Linked DNA regions of Mus musculus: regions 2 and 3 are each linked to region 1. A link is a contact called in public Hi-C and Micro-C data. All regions are on one chromosome and are shown on one strand. The core of a region is the stretch at or near the end of the contact, and the rest is flanking DNA. Distances in the headings are between cores, read along the strand shown.

The links. A called contact is a pair of places that touch in the nucleus more often than the background predicts.
Region 2: a contact with region 1 is called in a Hi-C map of CD8 T cells, with 3 times the contacts expected there. The contact joins the promoter of Slc17a5 here to the promoter of Elovl5 in region 1. A contact is called at or near these places in 2 of 39 promoter capture datasets (neutrophils and pre-B cells) and 1 of 484 Hi-C or Micro-C datasets (CD8 T cells).
Region 3: a Micro-C map of embryonic stem cells shows a contact between it and region 1, with 2.7 times the contacts expected there. The contact joins the promoter of Cgas here to the promoter of Elovl5 in region 1. A contact is called at or near these places in 1 of 39 promoter capture datasets (pre-B cells), 1 of 484 Hi-C or Micro-C datasets (embryonic stem cells), 2 of 115 datasets of contacts at active chromatin or transcription factors (astrocytes and effector CD8 T cells) and 1 of 9 other capture datasets (adipose tissue).

What each region holds. Positions count from the first base shown.
Region 1 is chr9:77,915,963-77,918,971 of GRCm38.p6, forward strand. It overlaps Elovl5 (ELOVL family member 5, elongation of long chain fatty acids (yeast)), which reads left to right and starts at 1,403. Exons shown (of 8, transcript NM_134255.3): 1 at 1,403-1,564.
Region 2 is chr9:78,586,439-78,589,447 of GRCm38.p6, forward strand. Slc17a5 (solute carrier family 17 (anion/sugar transporter), member 5) reads right to left here and starts at 1,607. Exons shown (of 11, transcript NM_172773.3): 1 at 1,436-1,607. The coding sequence starts at 1,529.
Region 3 is chr9:78,441,797-78,444,805 of GRCm38.p6, forward strand. It overlaps Cgas (cyclic GMP-AMP synthase), which reads right to left and starts at 1,441. Exons shown (of 5, transcript NM_173386.5): 1 at 668-1,441. The coding sequence starts at 1,282. It also overlaps a transcript of Mto1 not described here.

The sequences.
Region 1 (3,009 bases), core at 153-2,652:
GATTGCATATGTAAATTACACACTGGGAACCCTAGGAAGAGAAGAGTATGCCTTGCTAGTAAATAGCCTAGAGAAGAGTTAAGAATCCTGAACAGGAGGAACACGGATGGCAAGTGGAGCTGAAACAGGGATCAAACATGGCACCGCTGAGTTCATGCTTCACCCATTCAAAAAAAAAAAAAAAATGGTTAGGACTTCTTGTCATACTCCAGATTACAAAGAACTGTCGCAGATGATGCCTCGAGCCTTGTAAATGCCATTGAGGGGAGAAACAAGCTAGATTTAGTGCATTACTTGCCTACAGATCTTAGCGGTCCCTGGTATGTGAAAGCTACGAGACAATTACAATGAACACGGTGAATGCTAGGAGGCCAGGTTGCACAGATGACCACTCACATGCCACTTGAACGACACTTCCTGTATAGACAGACAGACATGCACTTATGGTTAGCACTCAGCACTGTTGCGGGGAAGGCGGTCCTTACTCAGTGTTTATAGAAATGAATGGCAACTAATTGTTATTGCTACAGCAATTTGTGAATGTTTAAATTATCTAATGTTTATAGTTTGTATATTCGTATTCCTATGACAGTGGTCTGGGTCCTGGAACATTGCTGAATATACAATAAACATTTTACTATAATTTAAAAAAAATGTTTCTACACTGAATGACTGCTTGGCTGTGTTGTGTCAGTGGGTGTAAAGCAAAGGGGGCACAACAAAAGGTTACATTTCTAACGTTTGAAGTAAGAGTTGTAGGCCTTGATTTATCAAACAGCAGCGAAAACTAGAAAGGCTCTTATGTTTGTACCTGCGTCCCTTTTAAGTCTTTGAATTTGCCCAGCTGAAAGACATTACAGTATTTCATTACAAGACTGATAATTTCGTAGAGTAGAAATATCAAAACTCCCAATAGTGTGTGATCAACCTATCCTAGAATTACGGTTGCAAAGTTCTGAGTGATTTCTGTTGCTTCAATTTGCGCAACAGCAGCTCCACCTAGGTTTTAGAACCCTTGCTAAAACCATGAAAAGGGTCCCCTTCACAATGGTGGCGAAACCCGTTAGGTGGGTGGGCACCTGCCAAAACAAAAACAAAAACAAAAAAACCACCGCCAAGCCTGCCCCTGCCCCCCGGCTGTTGGAAAGAGTTCAGGGCATCCAGAACTTCACTGTGGCTATTGCGCAGACTCTGCGTCCCACGCAGGCTTATTAGGAAGAAGCAAGAAAACTGCCCCGAGACACGTGAACCACAGGAGACCAACCCTGGCTTCCTCTGCTCACCGCATCTGATTCTGGAATTTACAATCACGAAAGTTCTATCGCCCCAGGATTGGTTCCAAGGCCGCATGACATCATAGCGCTTGATCCTGCCTCCGGGCTCGGATTGGCTGGCCGCGCCATTGTGACGTCACGGTCAGCCCACGCCGGGGTTGAAGCTGCCGGGCGCCTTCCTCTTGCATCGCGGCTGCAGCTTGCTTCTGTTCCCGCGCCCGCTTGCACATCCTCCTGCTCGCGCGGTCCTGCTGCCGTCCGGTGCTCCCCGTAGCCGCTCAGGCAGAGAGGTGAGCCGCCTGCTTCAGGAACTTGGCGGGTGCCAAGGCACTGGGGTGCGGCCAGGCTGCTGGCGCCGTGAGGTCCGGGTTGGGCGGGGGGCGGCAGGCACCGTGGCCCGGCGAGCGCGGGGCGCGGGCCGAGCGGAGCTCCGCCGGGATGGATGCTTTCGCACCTGTTCGTGGGTGGCAGCCACTTTGGCGCACTGACAGGCGCGGAGATCGCAGGGAAGGATGGCGGCGCGCTTGGATCTTCCTCCGAGCTTTCTCTGAGCGACCGTAAGGGCTGCCGAGGAGGAGTCCGCGTGGGTCCGTGCAGTACCGGGCTTTGGGGCCGCGCGCTGGCCTTTCCCTGCTTTCCTCTCCTTTGCTGCTGCCAGGGACGCCCGCTTTCCCGCGACCACTCCAGCGGGTATCTGCAGCCCAGCCTGCCCCGGGAGGGTGGAGACGCGGACGCATAGCTGCGGGTAACGGCCTGGAGTCTGCGAATCCATAAAGTGCGCTGCTCAGAGTTTTAGGGAAAGTGTCCTTTATTGTTTGCTTGCCAGCAAGCCTTCCCCTTCCCCTATCCTTGAGGTGGAGATAGTAAGGTCCAGAGAGAGTTCTTTTTAGACGATCTTGAAGCCTTCGGCACCTTTGAACTTGGCGTCCCTGCTCTAGATTACATTATGCTTATCTCCAGGCGCCTTGATTGCAAATTTGAAGGATGCATTGGATGAATTTTCGTAAGGGGAGGGGGCGATTGAAAGAATGCAACGCATGACTCCCTAGCTGGAGGATACCCGGGGAGAAGTCTGATAAGAAATTGTGGGGGAGCGAGCAGCCCTCCTCCCAAGCCTCGACTGTCTTTCTGTTTTTTTAATGTCAGGGCTGGTGGCAGGAAGTGTTTTGTACAGTTGTACAGGAGGGCCAGTGTTGTCTGTTGGTTTTGTAATTCGTTCCTCTAACCGCTTGGCAGTTATAACCTGTTGGTTTGTACTTGCAAGTCTTTGTGCTTTTGCAAAGTCTCAGGCCACAGCATTTGGGTCAAAAATCTACAGATACAGTCAGCTTTGCATTAGATGAATGCGAATGCACACCGTAGATTTTATCTATGGCTGGGCACAGGTGCATCGTTTATCTAGTCAGTCCCAGTACTGCCGGGTTTCTCTGCGAAAGCTCTGACCTTGAAAAAAAAAAAGGGGGGGGGGCTACTTTCCTTTGAGATTTTTCTCCTGATAACGTCAGTGCCAGGAACATCCACCATAGGCCATCTCCTTTTCTATTCTCTTTTTGTCTTTCAGTTTGGAACTGAAGACAGAAAGGAGGAATGTTATATACTTTCACAGAATGGAGGGTAAACTTAACCATGAATAGGAAACATGGGTGTTGGGTTTTTCAAAATAGGTAACTAGTAAGTAGTTCTTACTTGACTCGGTTTCCTTGTCAGCCAGCCGGGTCCCATGTAACTGATTTAT
Region 2 (3,009 bases), core at 357-2,856, 670 kb after region 1:
ACCCAAGAGGGAAGCCAAGGGGGCAGGAGGTGTGAATCAGTGGACAGAATGCTTGCTTACCACGCATTCAGGAGGTGGAGGCAGGAAGGTCAGGAGAACTAAGTCACCTGCAGCTACAAAATAGAGGCCAGCTGGGGCTACATGAGACCCTGTCTCAAAGAAAACCAAGCAACCAACCAAAAAAATGCAAGTCCTAGGTTTGACCTACTGATGCCTTACACTTTTCAAAATAAAACATTCTATTTTAGATTTTAAAAAAAAAATCTGTTCTATGTACGAATGTTTGCCTGTATGTATGTCTGTGTACCACAGGTGTGTCTGAGTAGGGAGGGTGTTGGCTCTCTTGAGCTGGAGTTATGGATGGTTGTAAGCTTCCATGTGGGTGCTGGGAACTGAACCCTCGTCCCCTGGAAGAGCAACCAGTGCTCTAACTGCTGAGCCATCTTTCCAGTTCCCTAACAAACTATTCTAAAAATAAAAACAAAACCAAAACAGATCACCCAAAAGCCAACAGAAGTAGTCTGAATAAAGTCAGAAAGTAGGGTAGTTACCCACACAAGTGGGAAGGATGGTTAAAACAGTTACGAAAGAATTCTTTGGTAATGTCAACAAAAGACATACCGACAGAAGACTGTTCCGGGCCAACAAAGGCAAATTTCCAGTTCAATTCTTTCTCACACCTATATCCTTGAATGTGTCCAAGCCGATTTGTCCTTTAGTTTTCTGTAGCTTCAGGAAGCTACATTACAAAAGTGTAGCGAAATCCAGTGAAGACACATACTTGTGTTTTGGGGGATGGTGGGTATGGAGACTAGAACCTTGTCAGGCAAGGACTATACCTCTGTGCAACATGCGCCCCCCCCCCCCCCCCCCGCAATGAAGATGCTTTTTGAAGTAGCACCTGCAAGACCTCTAGTACGGCATATTGTCTTAGAGTGCTAAAGATATCTTATCTTGAGAATAACCTGTTTCCTAACTTAAATTGCAGTCTGATAGACAAGGAAAAAATAGAAATGTCTGCAATATTTTGGTGTCTTACAGCACAAGATATTCGCGGGATTATGCAACTGTCCCCCGCACACTCAACAGCTGTTAACTCTTCTTTGTTGTTGTTTTGTTTTTGTCTCTCCTCCCCAACAAGGCGCTACCAGATCACATGTTTACAGGCCGGCATAAGCGGAAACCTGGCGGCCGCTGGAGGGGAGCAAGAAGCACTTTGGCCCCTTTGCTTATTGACTCGGATCGGGTACCCCTCCGACCCTGAATTGCTTCAGTCCCGCCAGCGCCACAGGCACCTCCGTCCCGACCCACAGCACTACAGCGGCTACCTGTCCCCCCGACCCCGCAGCCACTCCTTCAAGGCGCCCACGGCCGGGAACCACCCGCCCGCCAGGAACGCTGCCACTAGCAATCACTCGGTGGTCCCGCAGCTCACCCGCTTCGGTCTGCCGGGCGCCCGGCAGGAGCGGGGTGCTGTCCGAGCTCTCCTCATCGTCGTTTCCCGCCGGACCCCGAAGCAGGGGCCTCATAACGCCTGGAGAGCAGATGTGCCGGCGTCGTTGCTTGGCCAACCTAGCTCTCGGCAGGACAGCCCTTCGCCGTGCTGGCTGGGCGGGGCAGGATATTGCCCCGCCCCAGGACACGCCCATATCTGGTTGCCTGTTCCTAAGGCGCCATTTTAGTTTCGGGCAATTTCCCGCTGTGGGCAGGGTTGGGTTGGGCGTGGCGTTTGCGCTGTGCAAGATGTGTGTCACCAGCGGTAGGGAGCCCAGGACTCTGTTACACTAGTAAAAGCCCGGGCATTGGACAGCCTGAAGGCGGCGATGGGGTTTGCATCTCGCAGTGATAGGGAGCTAGGGAAATGGGCAGGGACTATTTGCCTTCTAAATGTCTATAATAGTTTTCAGTCTTTGTCCGTTTTGTGACAGCATATGGCTTTTGAAAAGTAGCAAAGGAAATCATGTTTTGTCCGACGAAATTGACTGTTTCAGAGGTGAACCCCAATGTAGGCAGCTGCCTTTTCTCTTTAGGAAGATACTGTTGATTGTACCCAGGGCCTCACACATATTAGACTAACGCTGATACATACCATTGACCTACATCCCCAGCGGGCAGGCCACGTGATGTATGAGCGTGGGGGAGTTTTCTCTGTAAATCTAATTTGGACAGATTTTCCCTACTGCTGACTCTAAGAAAGAGGAACTAGGAAAATGCTTCAGTCAGCCTTGGTGGGGCCATCGGGCCTCTGAGTAATAAAAGCCATATCTGCAGACCGATGGAAAAGACAGATGTGGTAGACGCCCTTAGAGATTTCCACGCAGACCAAGGAAGAGCAGAGGCTCAGAAAGTCAGGTGAGGCCCCTGTCTAGAAGAAGGGCTGACTGAGATTTACTAAAGATATCCCTAACTCTTGGGCCAGTAAATGCTGATGGGCAAGTTTTCAAAAAGACAGCTGTAGAGATAAAGCCCTTGAGTTTGTGCATACCCGCCTGGCAAATTCTTATAAAATGTATGTACAAACAGCACTTCTGGTGTGGTTAATTTGATGTGTCAGTTTGCTTGTCCTCCATGTGAGTGGATTTCAATTTGTTTGAAGGTTTGATTAGAACAAAAAGATCAGCTTCAAGCCGGGCGTGGTGGCGACACCTTTAATCCCAGCACTCGGGAGGCAGAGGCAGGCAGATTTCTGAGTTCGAGGCCAGCCTGGTCTACAGAGTGAGTTCTAGGACAGCCAGGGCTACACAGAGAAACCCTGTCTCAAAAAAACAAAAACAAACAAACAAACAAACCCAGCTTCCCTAACTCATCCCCTTGTACCCACCCCCCCACCCCTGAACTCCTCCAACAGACGGCTTCAGATTTCATTAGCCTCGGGGTTCTCATCTTTCTGCACCTCTGCTATCCTGTGTGAGCCAATAGGTTTGTTCAACACTGTATCTCCTCTCCTTTATTGCTAAGATCATCCTTTTTGGCAGGGACAGCCAAGGGAATCTTCCAACATAGGGAATC
Region 3 (3,009 bases), core at 191-2,690, 530 kb after region 1:
CTCTCTGTATGTTCTCTCTCCCTGCGTGGGCACACTCTTTCTCTCTCTCTCTCTTCCCTCTTCCCTCTGTCTCCCTCCCCACAGTGACTACCCTGGCCTTTTTCTTAGGACCAGTGAACCTGCCCAAGAGCAGCTTTCTAATAAACCTGCCTTAATATATTTTAATTTGGCTTGAATTGGCTCATTTCACTAGCAGAGAATAGCTATCACCATCATCTTCAGGAACTCAGCCGGGCCTACTCTCCGAAGAGCATTAGAGGTAGGCTTGTAGATGACGTTCGCTCATAGGGGGTGCGACAATGTCAACGGACCCTCACTTGAGTACCCAGCCACCTCTCCCAATTAGTTGTATACAATTCTGCCCTAATTGCAGGCGGTCCCAAAGTCTCAGGGATGGACTAGATTCAATCTAGAGGCTATAGTTGGGGAAGGATTAATAAAGATGACTCCCCTGCGACTACTTTAAGGTCACCTGTCCCATCCCTCCAAAGCAAACTAACTAGCTATCAATATTGCTTGCTGTGAGCTAACTGGATGAATTAAAAAAAAAAAAAAAAGACTGGGGTGTTCCAAGGGAGGGGGGCCCTAAGAGTGTGGGACCCCCAAACAGCTGAGGAGGCAAGTGAGGAGTGGGGCCGGAGCCCCTCCAGCAGGTCTTGACGCTCACCTTCACATGTTCATAGTAGCTGCCAGTGTTCAGCTGCTCCACACCTTTGAACTCCGACTCCCGTTTCTGCATTCTGCGCAGCAGGCGTTCCACAACTTTATTCACCGTCTCGGCCGCCTCCGAGATATCTTTGCGTTTCAATCTCAATTTGTCCAGCACCTTCTTTAGCTTGTCCGGTTCCTTCCTGGACCCTCGCGGCGCTCTGGGCTGCCCGGTGGAGCGCGCGCCCCTTCTGTGGCTAGGTCCCCTTACGACTTTCCGCGCCTCGGGATCCGCGGGCGGCTGGGGCTCCCGTACGGCGGGCAGCTCCGGATCCAGGATGGCCTGCTGCTGGGGCACCCGGACGGCAGGCCGCGCGGTGGCTCCTGCCGCGTCCATGGCCGAGGGCTGTGCATCTTTGGTGAGCTCAGTGGCCCTTGCTGGATGCACTCGGGGCCCTGGGGCACGTGGCTTCTCCGTGGTGTCCCCGTCACGCTCCGCCCGCCGCGATCGAGCCCCCCTTTGCGGGCCGCAGCTTTCCGCGTGGGCCCTGGTCCTGCTGGGCTGCGTCGGGGCGCGCTTCGCGGACGGCTTCTTAGCGCGTGGCGCCGTCGTCCTTCTACGCGGATCTTCCATATCTGCCGCTCTTCGGTCCGGGAAAGAATAAATCGACTTCGAAGAAAGGCCGCGAAAAGGGGAACTCTCAGTGGCCGCTGGAAATGAAACTTAAATATATGGCGGGAACGTAGCCGGTCAGTATCCGCCGCGAGCAGGCGCAGGAGCACGCGTGAAGTCAGCGCCAGGAAGAGGCGGTCCAAGAGATGCGAACTTTTTCACCAGTGGGGACCAGCAGAGCCACTAGCTGGGGAACCACCCACTGAGCCACTGGCCGGGAAACCTCTCCTTTACCGCACAGACGCGGAAACCACTGACAGCTCAGATGGCTAGATTTGCCGCCTACCACCAAGATGTGTTTCAGGACACTACTGTCTCTCGTACATTTGTAGTTGATAAACAACTTTTTTATGTAAACTTTTTTGTTGTTTTTTGTTTTTTTTGTTTTTCGAGACAGGGTTTCTCTGTGTAGCCCTGGCTGTCCTGGGACTCACTGTAAACCAGGCTGGCGTCGAACTCAGAAATCCGCCTGCCTCTGCCTCCCAAGTGCTGGGATTAAAGGCGTGCGTCACCTCGCCCGGTTTATGTAAACTTTAAATCAAAATTTACTGTTCTTGTTAATGAGAAATAGAAACTCACTGAACCTTTTCAAGTTAGATTTAACTGCTTGGAATTAGTATTTCAACTTATCTTTCTAAAAAGCACACCGACTCTTAAAGAACATATTCAAAGTGCCTGTGTGAGTTTCATGAGCAGCACGGTGTAAGCCATCCTGATTTGGCTGCTGAGATTCCGTAGTCCTTTAATGCAGACTTTCAGAAAGCGATTTCTAAAGTCGGTCTCGTCAACAGTGGCTGCTTCTTTTAAAGTTGTTCTTGGCGGAACTCATTTTGCCTTCCACTGTGCTAACAAAAACAAAAACCTGTCTTCTGAAGATTTACATGGCTCAGAACAACACTTAGTTTTCAACTAACATCAGAATGTTATAATAATAACATTACTATATTCCACACCTTATTATGCAATCCTGTGTGTCCCTTAAAATAAAGCTCAAAAATTGCTGCTCTGTGTAACTTTTTGTAAAGTGTGTGTGTGTGTGTGTGAGTGTGTGTGTGTGTGTGTGTGTGTGTGTGTGTGCGCGCGCGCACGCGCGCGCGTGTGTATGTACCATATATTATGAGATACATGTAGCCTGAATAAAAAGACACCGATCAGTGTGCTGCCATCCTATTGACCCTGCAACTCTCTTCCCTCCTTCCTGTCAATGCCTGTACATGAGTTTTCAAAATGGGAACTTGTCTAACAAGCATTCGCTTTTGAATGGCAAGTAGACACACCTGGGAATGGAAACGCTGCCTACTTTGCAGAAATACACTTGAGCAGGAGACCTCTCTGTGAGGTCTTGCCAGTAGAGTGGCATTCTCCATTATTAGTCTCAGCACTAGGGAAGCAGAGGCAGTAAGCTGGAGATCTACAGAGCTAGTTCTAAAACAGTCAGGGCTATACATCGAAACCCTATCTGGAGGAAAAGAAGAAGAGAAGGGAGGGAGAGGAGGAGGAGGAGGAGGGTGAGGAGGAGGAGGAATTAAAAAGAAGAAAACAGTGCAATAGAGTATGGAATAGGCATGAGCATCGGAGAGAATGAAGTTTGAACAATGATTTTTGAAAGGAGCAAAATTCACTGCGACAACCATACTGTAATTGTAATTCTTTTAGTTGTGAATCTTTCTAGTTAATCAACTCTTAGC